2 separate regions of the Mus musculus genome follow, and region 1 is linked to region 2. The links are chromatin contacts, called in public promoter capture Hi-C maps. All regions are on one chromosome and are shown on one strand. Each heading gives the region's core, a stretch centred on a gene start, on an enhancer-like site or on the middle of the called end of the contact. The rest is flanking DNA. Distances are from core to core; before and after follow the strand shown. Region 1 has its middle 31 kb from the start of Cd28. Region 2 has its middle 28 kb from the start of Gm38388.

Region 1 (5,120 bases), core at 1,968-4,467, 88 kb after region 2:
AAGGAGTTACAGAGACACAGTTTGGAGCTGAGACGAAAGGATGGACCATCTAGAGACTGCCATATCGGGGGATCCATCCCATAATCAGCGTCCAAACGCTGACATCATTGCATACACTAGCAAGATTTTGCTGAAAGGACCCAGATATAGCTGTCTCTTGTAGGAATATGCCGGGGCCTAGCAAACACAGAAGTGGATGTCCACAGTCAGCTATTGGATGGATCACAGGGCCCCCAATGGAGGAGCTAGAGAAAGTAACCAAGGAGCTAAAGGGATCTGCAACCCTATAGGTGGAACAACAATATGAACTACCCAGTATCCCCAAGAGCTTGTGTCTCTAGCTACATATGTAGCCGAAGATGGCCTAGACGGCCATCAGTGGAAAGAGAGGCCCATTGGTCATGCAAACTTTATCTGCCTCAGTACAGGGGAACGCCAGGGCCAAGAAGTGAGAGTGGGTGGGTGGGGGAGTGGGTGGGGGAGCAGGTGGGGGACTTTTGGGATAGCATTGGAAATGTAAGTGAAATAAATATCTAATTAAAAAAAAAGAACCCTAGCTAAGTCAAAAGGGTTGGAAGGAGACAATAGAATGGTTTGAAAAATGCAGTTTACCAAGGGACAGAGCAGTGAGTGGCCCAGTGCTCCAAGGACAGAGAATGTTCATTATATACAACCATGATTGACAAGTGCAGGGGACTGTGTGGGTCACAGCTGAGTATTGATGCTGACAAGTCAGATTGAGATAGAAGGACAGAACTGGGCACAGTGTTTCAGACTGTGGGTCACAGGGTGCACAACTGACAAACGGTAGGAGGAAGCGTGCTGTATTGTGTCAGGGAGTTCACACTGCAGGGCCGCTGTGGGCTCTGAAAGTCCAAATGTTGAAGTGAGGGCATTTTTGCTTTTTTTTTTTTTTTGCCATTTTCTATTTGTAGAGAAATAATTATCATTTGACTGCTGCCTTTAGAAATTTCTCAATGGGCTAATCTTTACTAATGCTACCCTTCTAGCAAGAATTCGTTCTCACATGGAGTTTTACGCTATGACAAATTTGTGCCTACATTTGGAAATATGGATAGTCAAACACATTAAAACATGAAAGGGAAGACTGAACTTGATAGAAAGCCAGAAAAACAGAAACAGAGTTTGTATCTCTATTCGCTTAGAGGCGATATTCTCAGAAGCTCCTGTCTTGCAGACTTCAGATCTTTTATCTTTGTATGTTGATCTGAGTGCTCTCTATATCATAATGTCACATCTTCAAAAGTGCAAATCCTTCCTCATTGAGCTAAAAATAAACAGTTAATTGTGTCACTTCTACTTCTCTCTGACTTTCCACTCCCTATCATGTTTTGATTTGAGAAGAGATTCCGAACCATCACATGCAACTGAGTATAAGGGTGGCTTGATCAGGGTCTCTCTCTTTAAGCAGAACAACACTGTCTGCAGGTTGCTACAGCAAGGTGTAATGAAAAGGAGGATTATACTGTTCTGGATGAGACAATGTTCACTGCCGTCAGACGATGAAGGGCTCACGTTTTCCTCTCCACTAGACTTCCTGTTGTGTTTGACCACTCATTTCAGTTAGGATTTTAGCAGTCAAATGAGTTTTTCCCAAAATACTTTATTTTAACTTAAATTTTGTGTTTGGTTTTTCCCTATGACCTGATATATATAAAACCATGGCTGGCTTGGAACTCATTATATAGATGAGGTTGACTTTGAATTTACAGTGATCCTCCTGCCGCCTGCCCATGTAACAATAGTATAGGCACGAGCCAGCCATGCCCAGCATCCTTAAAGAGATTTTTAACAAAGGGACACCTTTCAGAAGTGTGGAAAGGGTTAATAGAGATAACATGAGTATGGGAGGACCAAGGAAACTAGGCATGTTGGAAAGCTGTTACTGCTCTTAGACTTGAGGGGACATTGGGGACAAGTGGGGAGAACCCAGCAAGAGCTAGATCTGCAGAGAGGGCCACACAGTCAGAGTGAGAGCTATGTAGAGGTTTGCCATAAGTGTCAAACCTAGTCAGTCAGGGCAAGGGTAGACTGACAAATGCTTAGGTTTCTCTCCTCCTACCCACAGAGTCTCATGTAATTGATGGAATCCAAACAGAAGGCAAAAGGTTCAAGAGAGTCCAGGTTATACTGCCCAAAGTGGTCAGAACAGGTCAAACCTGGTCTCTTCAATTCTTCAGTACTGCCAAGGTCTGCCTTTCAGTTTCTCCCATATGCAACACTTCATTAAACTCAGGAAAAATTAGAAATCTGAATTTTTTACTTTTTCCAAGACCAGGATCCTGATACATAGTTCAGGTTGGCTTTGAACTTGTGGTCCTCCTGCCTCAATCCCCTTGCTTCTGGGATTGCAGATGTGTGCTACCATCTGGATGCAGAACTAGTCCTCCTCCTCCCCTTCCCTTTCCCCTCTCCTCCCCCATCCCTCTCTGTTTAGTCTTAGAGGCACAATGAGCAGGACATGTTGAGAAACGACACACTGAAGGGCAGATGGAAGTCAAACTATCCTGCTTATGACTGATCAGTTTAGGTTGCAGGGAAGAGCTCAGTGTGGGGACCTGTGACTCTGCCAGCACCACCTGGAATTCATCTTTCCCAGTGAGACCCAGAGACAGCACCAAAGCTAGCTCTTGAAGGAAAACAGAGAATAGTTGCTTTCTTTTGGGGAGGAAAAATGTGGGTCTGCCCACTAAGATGAAGCTGGGAATGTAGGGTTTGGGTTATACCCTGTGAGGGCATCTCTTGCCTAAGAGGAAGATGGCTGGAGCTGGGCCACAGATGCCTGGTTATTCTTCTTTAGTGTACACAGTAGAGAAGTCCCACTAGTGCACTGTAGCAGACCAGCCGAGGACATTGTCTTTCTTACCCTGTTTCTCTTGCCTTCAGGAGTCAGGCACACTGGGGACAGGAATACACAGATGAGTGATTTTACTCTAAGTGAGAACACTAATAGTTACTGAAGATGTTCTTTAAGGATGGATGTGGCTTTCATCCATTTGTCACGAGGTTTGCACAGCTGACACTCTAATGACCTATTATTAACTGGGCTTTGGCGATGGTAAAACAGAAGCTTGGCCAAGTTAAGGGACTTGCTCAGAGCCACAGAAACGAGCTAGCGGCAGAGCTATGATTCAAATCTAGACAGTTTGGCTGCAGAGCTAGTGTTCTTAACTCCTTTCCATGTCCTGGAGACAGGCCTGTGAACAAATAATTACAGTGTAATGAATGAGGTAAGTGCTAACGGGGCTGTGTGGAGTAGAGGAAGGAGTGACAGCCGATCTGAGAGTCAGCCATTTGTACAAATTCCCTTGCCCACTGCCAGAAATGAGCACAGCAGAGTCTTTTTAGGACTTGCGTTATTATTACATAGGAAGAGCCTCAGCTATGGAGGTCAGCTCATGCTGCTCTGCTGCCTGGCTCATGCATAGCAACACTTAAAACAATTTCTTCCTGATACTCTGGATCCCTTCCAAGAGTTTTGTTCCAGTTTTCGGATAAGGCAGAAACAGGAAAAGGATGTGCTAATGTTTCCTGACCTAGGTTGGACTTTGGAATAGGTTTGTAATTAAAATATTGTTAAGGTTCGATGGCATGTATATACATTATCTGTATTCTGTATTTATATAAATATTCTGTATTTATATGCCCCAATAAATGTGCTGTAAAAAACAAAACCCATAAACACCAGGTGTGAGACTGGTTAAATCTTCCCATTTCTGTGGTTTATAGGTCTATGTTGAGTATAGGTTGTTTATTAATATTTCTTACCTCAAGTATCTTTTCTTTCCAAAACAGTAATGATTTAGTTGCAGTATATCATGATTTCTGCTAATAGCACAGAAACAAATTTACGTCTTTTTCTCATTCCTTTAGGAAGAACTTGTATCGATGTGGTTTCCACTACTGCTTTGCCTTTCAGAGGTCTTTGAGCTATTGAGCATCCATATATTTGGTTCTTAAATTACTTGATATTCGAGTATCGTTCGTTTATTTGGCCAAGTAGATACTCGAAGCAGGTGCTGTTCATTGCCGCCAAGCACTGGCCCATTCATGCCAGGATGTTAAGCACATCCTGTAGCTTGGTGTAAACACCAGGTGGGATTCTAATCCACTCACCAGAGAGTCTTCTTCCATTCCTCCTCAGTGAGTGGAAGCCAGAGGGAAGTCCCAGTCAGGAATTCTCTGTGCCTTTAGAAGTCAGCAACTCCAAAGGACACAAGAAGGGAACTGGCCCAGTCACTCCCAAGCCTCCTCTGTACATAGCTTCTTTCTTGGTACCATCCCAGAAGCTCTCAGAGAAGTTCCAAGTTGACATGTAAGTCCTTTCTTGGACTAGTTTACCTTCAGTTGAAGTGTGGAGACATTCTCTTTCCTTTCCAATGTTGAAGTTGTCTGGGAGTCACCTTGGATAATTCTCCTATTATGTATAGGGAAAGGAAGACAAAATGAAACAAGGTGACCCTCACAACCATGGGGTCAATAGTTGGGTATTGTGGTCATCAAGGTAGACTCCAGAGGTAAGAGCAAGCTTGCTTACACATCTGGCCAGATGTTATCACACAGTTGTGCACAAGAACCCTGGCTCCATTCTTTAGGATCTTTCATGCCTTAGTATGTCAGTGGATCCAACTAACACAGGTCTAATGAGCAGAGTAATTTGGGAGGGATGGGTACTACAACAGTTATGTAAGACAAGAGGTTATGTCTTCTGATAACATATCTATCATTAAGTGAAACAATCAGAAAGCTGAGGAGTGTGGTAGACTCCTGGATGTCTCTTGGTATTGATTTCCATTTTGTTCATTATCATTGAATTCTGAGTATGGAAATGGGAACGACCATGAAGCTACATTGGTCATGTGACTAAGCATTCGTCGATAGGAAATAAGCAGAAATACTCCAGTTTCTGGCTTGTGGCCTGAAAGAGAAGAGTGTGGTGACTTGATGGAAGGTAACTGAGTTCCTGATTCTTCAGTTGACATTTTGAGTCCTGATCTGACCTGCTTAGTTGCAGACTGTTGAAAGAGGTAGGAAAACACACCATTGTCTTTAGCTCCAATCAATTTGGGTGCTTGTCAGGTAGTCCCGAAAGGCTTTTC
Region 2 (5,377 bases), core at 1,481-3,980:
CCAGCAACCATATGGTGGCTCACAACCATCTGTAACAAGATCTGACGCCCTCTTCTGGAGTGTCTGAAGACAGCTACAGTGTACTTACATATAATAAATAAATAAATCTTAAAAAAAAAAAAAGGGATGCTGGGACTAGACTGCAGCTTTACTCTGGGGAAGCTGAACCTGGGGTTAATGAATGTCCTTAAAGACAGAGTATACACACACACACACACACACACACACACAGAGAGAGAGAGAGAGAGAGAGAGAGACCAAGCAAACAAGCAAACAAACAAACAAACAAACCTAAAAAACCAAACCAAACCAGTAAAAGGCAAGAGTGGTGGCACATACCTATAATCTCAGCACTGGGGAGTCTGAGGCAGGAGAATTATAACTGAAGACCAACCTGGGATATAGAGTAAAATCCTATCTCAAAACAAAACAAAGTAAGAGAAGGAGTCCTACCACCTCATCATGAGCTCTGTCAATGGTTCTTTCCCAGGGAAACTCTTTATAGTTTAGAAAAGACTTCAGACAACCTTCTTTGCCTCTATCACTAGTCCCTTTTTTGTTTTTGGTGAGGAAGCAAACAACCCCAAATATGCTGGCATCAAGCTCTTCTAATTTGCCAGTTAGCTAAGGAGAGCTGGGTTCTGAAAATACACCTTCATTTGGAGGGGCAACAGGTAAATGACTCACTGATATATTGTGTCAATCATGCATCCGTGGGTCTAGTGTGCTGGCATTAATATTTCTTATATGTTTACCACATCCTTTAAGACCATACAGAGAGACAAAGAGACAGTAATGAAAAAAAAAAATCAACTGCCCAGGCTGAAGACTAAAGCTAAATAACCTCAGAGATTCAGTAAATCTGATGTTTGTGCAGCCTCAGGTGTGTGTCTCCATCTTTACCGTGTCTCTGAAGCGCATGGCAGGAATGAGGTTAGTAACTATGGAGACCAATGCGCTATACTTACTGCTGAGAAGGCTTAGTACAGACAGAACCAGAACAGGCTTCCTCATGCACACAAAGACCTGAGGGAAGAAAGGTGACTGAATGAAAGCAAGGACTGGGAGGAAATATTTTAAAGGAAGACACATACATACAAACAAGGGAGAAAGCAGCAGCGTGGAGAAGAGGGGGGGGGGGTGGGCGCGGTGTGCTTCCTCTCCCTTCCCACCTTTGCTCATCTAGTTTTCTCCTTTGTAATGCCCTCCCCACTCAGAATGAGATCTTCCGGTTACACTTACCAGTCCAGAGCCTGCTCGCCATATGGAGCGTTCTTACCCATCTGTCCCTGACCCATTTGTGGTGTGTTATATTGATCTGACGTTTTGAATACCCCGCTCCCCACCGCCTCTCTCTGGCTGGTTGTCTCATATGGCTGCGCACTTTGTGCTCACTTCAAGAGCTCCTGGCCAGGGCATCTTGTGATGCTGAAAGCCGAGCCACGTTCTCTCTACGCTAACAGCCCGTGGGAAAGGGCTGCCTTTGCAGACTCTCATAAAACACTAAGTGGACTAACATGGTTCTGTTGTACCTTAAGTGCTACCTGGATCCACCTTCTCTTCCCATTGAGCTTGTATGCCCACTGAGATACAAAATAGGGGGGCGCCTTTTCTCAGGAGGTGAAGCACAGAGGTTGACTGCAAAGGGGAGAGAAGAAGAAGGCCTATTTTTTGGGGGGCGGGGGGGAGTGCATGCAAAAGGTTGGAAAATACAGTTACAGACACTGCCTTCCTTTCTGCATTCCCATGGCAGGCTGATTCCCCATGCCAAATCTGCCTGCTAATCTCCAAGTTCTCTCCCCAGGTTCTGCCTAGAGAGGATGGCCTCCTCATAGGTTGAGTGAAGGGACTGTGGGCAGCCTGAGCATGAAGGGACTGGCTTTGTCAGGCCTTTGCCTTCTCCTCAATTTCCCTTGCCTTGCTAAAAAACCATTAGATTCCATTCCTAAAGTTATCCCCCAAGGTCTACTCTCTTATTCGGTCAGCTCCTTCTGAGGCTGACTACCAAGCTGAAGTTATCAAAAGCCCTCTTTGGCTCACCTAATTAACATGCCCAATTAAAATTAAACACCTTCTGCTAATACAGGGTTTCCCTTTATAAACCACAATTTTCCTATGTGCCGTGTCTGACTCTTCTCTGTCCAGAGGCAGTCCTTGTTGTCCATCCCCCCTCCCTGAAAAAACACTCCTCCCCCCTCCCTTGCCCCTTTTCTCCCCTTTCCCTTGCTCCCCTCTTCTTCTTCCTCTATCTCCTGGTCTTTGTCCCTAACCCTGCCCTCTGTGTCTCTGGGGCAAATGACTCTCCTTTGTGCTGAGAATTTGGGGATCTTGAGATACTTTTCCTTTCACTGAAGAGCTGAGGATTTTGTCAGCTTTGTTTCCAGGGTTTGGGTCCTGCTGGTTGCCAGGGCTGGGAGAGAGAGCTGAGGGATTAGGACTCACAAAAGAGAAGCAACCTGGGATTTCACTGGATCTTGTTGAAGGCAAATCCCAAGGAAGCCTTTTGTCACCCTAAACATCATGCCTGCTCATTTTTCAGCACAATGCTGTCCTTGAGCATAGCTCTATCTTCTATACGCAACTGTGGTGGCCTCACATGATAGTCCTGTGACAGCATCGGCTGGCCTGCCTGACTCCTTGCATGTCATTTTCTCTGACTTCAGAGTCAGTGTAAATTGTGTACATCGCTTAAGAAGAAATCCTGGGCTGTGTCACTGCTTCCTTCCCCAAACTTCCCCTCTCTCAAACCCCAAACCCCAAATACCATCAGCTCATCACTTCTGAGGAAGCTGCAGAGGAGCCGAGCCTTCTGAGAACTTAACTGCAGCCTAAGGCTAGTTGCAGAAAGAGAAAAAAATATATGTGTAAACAAAAAAACCCTCCAAAGCACAGAACTTTACGAATTCCTTTTGTTTGTTTGTTTGTTCTTAGGGGTAAGAAGACTGGATCCATTTGCCATAGTTAAGATCTGCCATCTGGGTTGAGCTTCCGATGGTTACAGGAAACACAGCGCGGCTGATAGAATGTCCTAAGGAACAGCTGAGCACGCTCCCTGCTTGACATGAGCACAGACCTCATTAGCTAATGCCTTTCACATCTGGGCAGAAGCAACACAAATGAATTCACAGTGTGATGTGGTTTAAACAGATGGGTTTTTTTTCTTTTCTTTCTTTCTTTCCTTTTTTTTTTTTTTCCTAAACTGCTAGCAAAACAGAGCAGGAGGCCCCGTGGCCTCAAACAGTCCCATTTGTTGGTCTTTTTGAATGGGCAGATAGCTGTAAACAACAAAGAGAAAGGCCTTTTGAAGTAGATGCTGCAAATACTACCTCACAGTTTATTTATCAGCAACACCGCAGAACGAATGTCAGGCTTGTGGCATAAAAAGGCAAAGTGTTCTTTTACTCAAGTAGATTTCTGGGACCAGGACCTTGAACTGTGCACTATATTGAGTTAGTTTATCTACGAAACAGGGGTCACTGTGAGGACTGAGTGAGAGGATCCATGTAAAATGCCCCCCCCACACCCCTCATCCCCCCTGTTGTTTTGTTTTGTTTTGAGATAGGAGTTCAATACGTTTTCCAGTCTGGGTTCCAACTCAAAATCCTGCCTCTGCCTTCCAAGTGCTGGCATTACAGGCCTGCACCACCAGGGCCAGCAGCAAAGCAGGTGTTTAAGGTGGTGTCTTCAATGTAGAGTCCAGTGAGTGTTTGCTGTCACTCTGTTTTCTCTCAATGGTTAGTTCCTGGATTGTAGTGCCAGCTGGCCTGTCTTTGGATCCTGGCTTTACACCTGCTGTCTGTCCAACTCCTAGGAAGTTACTTAACCTCCCATTCTTCCATCTCCTCAAGTGTTATCTGCCAACTACATACCTACTACCTGGTTCTTGTGAGAAAGAAAGGAGGCTGGGCCTTTAAAACACTACCAGACACACACTAAGCCCTTATTAAGTGCTTGTTTGTTTGTTTGTTTGGAAAGTGGAAAGTATTTAAATTCTTTTCATTGTAAATTAGGCCTTTGCTGCTAGATAGCTCAACTGACCTCTCCCATTCTTTACACTAACCATTAGCATTCTCAGACTACACACCTGACCCTTTCTTTTGAGGTATGAGTTGCTTTAGGAGGTTGGGGAAGAGATGATTCAGTGTGTAGGAAGGCTTGCTGTGCAAGGAGGAGAACCCGCTTTTGAATTCCTACCACCCATGTAGGGTCACAGAGGCCAAGAACTCTGGCTCTGTGATAGGTGGATGCAGCAGGATTGGTAAGGGTTGGTAGACACCAGCTTAGCTCCTGGTCCAGTGAGACATTCTGTCTCAGGGAAACAAAGACAAATAATGGCAGGGCAAGACACCCATCATCCTATTCTGGCCTCTACACTCACACATGGGCTCACAAACTTGTTTACATATACGTTGTAAATGTATACCATATACACCACGCATGCACACACACACATGTACAAGAGATATGAGTTGTTACAAAAGTCTCAATTTCCCAAGCTTATGGTGTATTGTCCCCTCTCTTCTGGGATATGTGGTCAGTGGTTCTTAAATGACAGAACCAGAAAGCTTAACCTGCAGAAGTGTCCCTCTAGCTCCTGTCTGTCAATTCAGTTTAGACATGAGTACTCAGGGATGGCCTCAAGGACCTTTGGAGCCTGGTAAATGTCAGTGCCTCAGTTTACCCTAATGAGTTCTTGACGAGAATCCAGAGCCTCAGGGAGGGTCTCAGACTGCACAGAGCAAAATTCTAGTCTATTTTCCAGTTAGCCTAGCCACTGGAAAAATTCCACATCTCAGAGAGGCCCAAATTCTAAGAATGACTCTAAAACTGTATGAACAAAGCTTTCTAGCCTGAGACTTCTTCCAGTGTTAAGATTTCTCCTAATGGTGTAGCAGGCTGATGGTGCTTTGACTCTCTCCACTAAATACTTCAACACATAGCTACTGATGCTTTTTTTTCTTCATAGAGAAATTAAGATCCTAAACATCTCTGCATCTTTCTTCTTACTCTCTGTAGGAAAGCTATTGGTACCCAGAAAGGAGAATACAAGGTAAGAAAACAGCATCAGTCCAGGCAACACTGGAAATGCACAGGAAGGGAAACCAAATCTTCATGTGTCCTCCTAGATATTAGTGTACATGTTTGAACCACTATAAAAATAGTTCCATAACTGTCCCCATTTTATGAAAGAGGATGTTGAAATTCAGAGAGCTTAAAAAGGGTCACAATGACAATGTGATGGAGTCCATACCCAACTCCTCCTCTGGTTTCAAAGACTGCACCTGCTTGGAAGTTTCCAGTCTTTCCCGACTCAGCCTTTTCCAGGTATAATTTATGTCTTAGTTAGGGCTACTATTGCTGTGACGCAACACCATGG

The links. Capture Hi-C pulls out chosen DNA fragments and counts their contacts.
Region 1: a contact with region 2 is called in a promoter capture Hi-C map of adipose tissue. The contact joins two enhancer-like sites. A contact is called at or near these places in 4 of 39 promoter capture datasets (the C10 cell line, the HPC-7 cell line, embryonic stem cells and 1 more), 1 of 15 datasets of contacts at CTCF or cohesin (CD8 T cells), 1 of 484 Hi-C or Micro-C datasets (nephron progenitors), 2 of 115 datasets of contacts at active chromatin or transcription factors (CD8 T cells and heart atrium) and 2 of 9 other capture datasets (adipose tissue and liver).

The regions. Positions count from the first base shown.
Region 1 is chr1:60,712,629-60,717,748 of GRCm38.p6, forward strand. No RefSeq gene overlaps it. Among named protein-coding and RNA genes, the nearest start is that of Cd28, 31 kb to the right of the region's middle. Within about 2 kb of position 3,218, at least 43 of the 459 cell types and tissues checked have an H3K27ac peak or open chromatin away from gene starts, as enhancers often do. A contact at or near this core is called in adipose tissue and heart atrium, where this site is marked.
Region 2 is chr1:60,624,946-60,630,322 of GRCm38.p6, forward strand. No RefSeq gene overlaps it. Among named protein-coding and RNA genes, the nearest start is that of Gm38388, 28 kb to the left of the region's middle. Within about 2 kb of position 2,731, at least 101 of the 459 cell types and tissues checked have an H3K27ac peak or open chromatin away from gene starts, as enhancers often do. A contact at or near this core is called in adipose tissue and heart atrium, where this site is marked.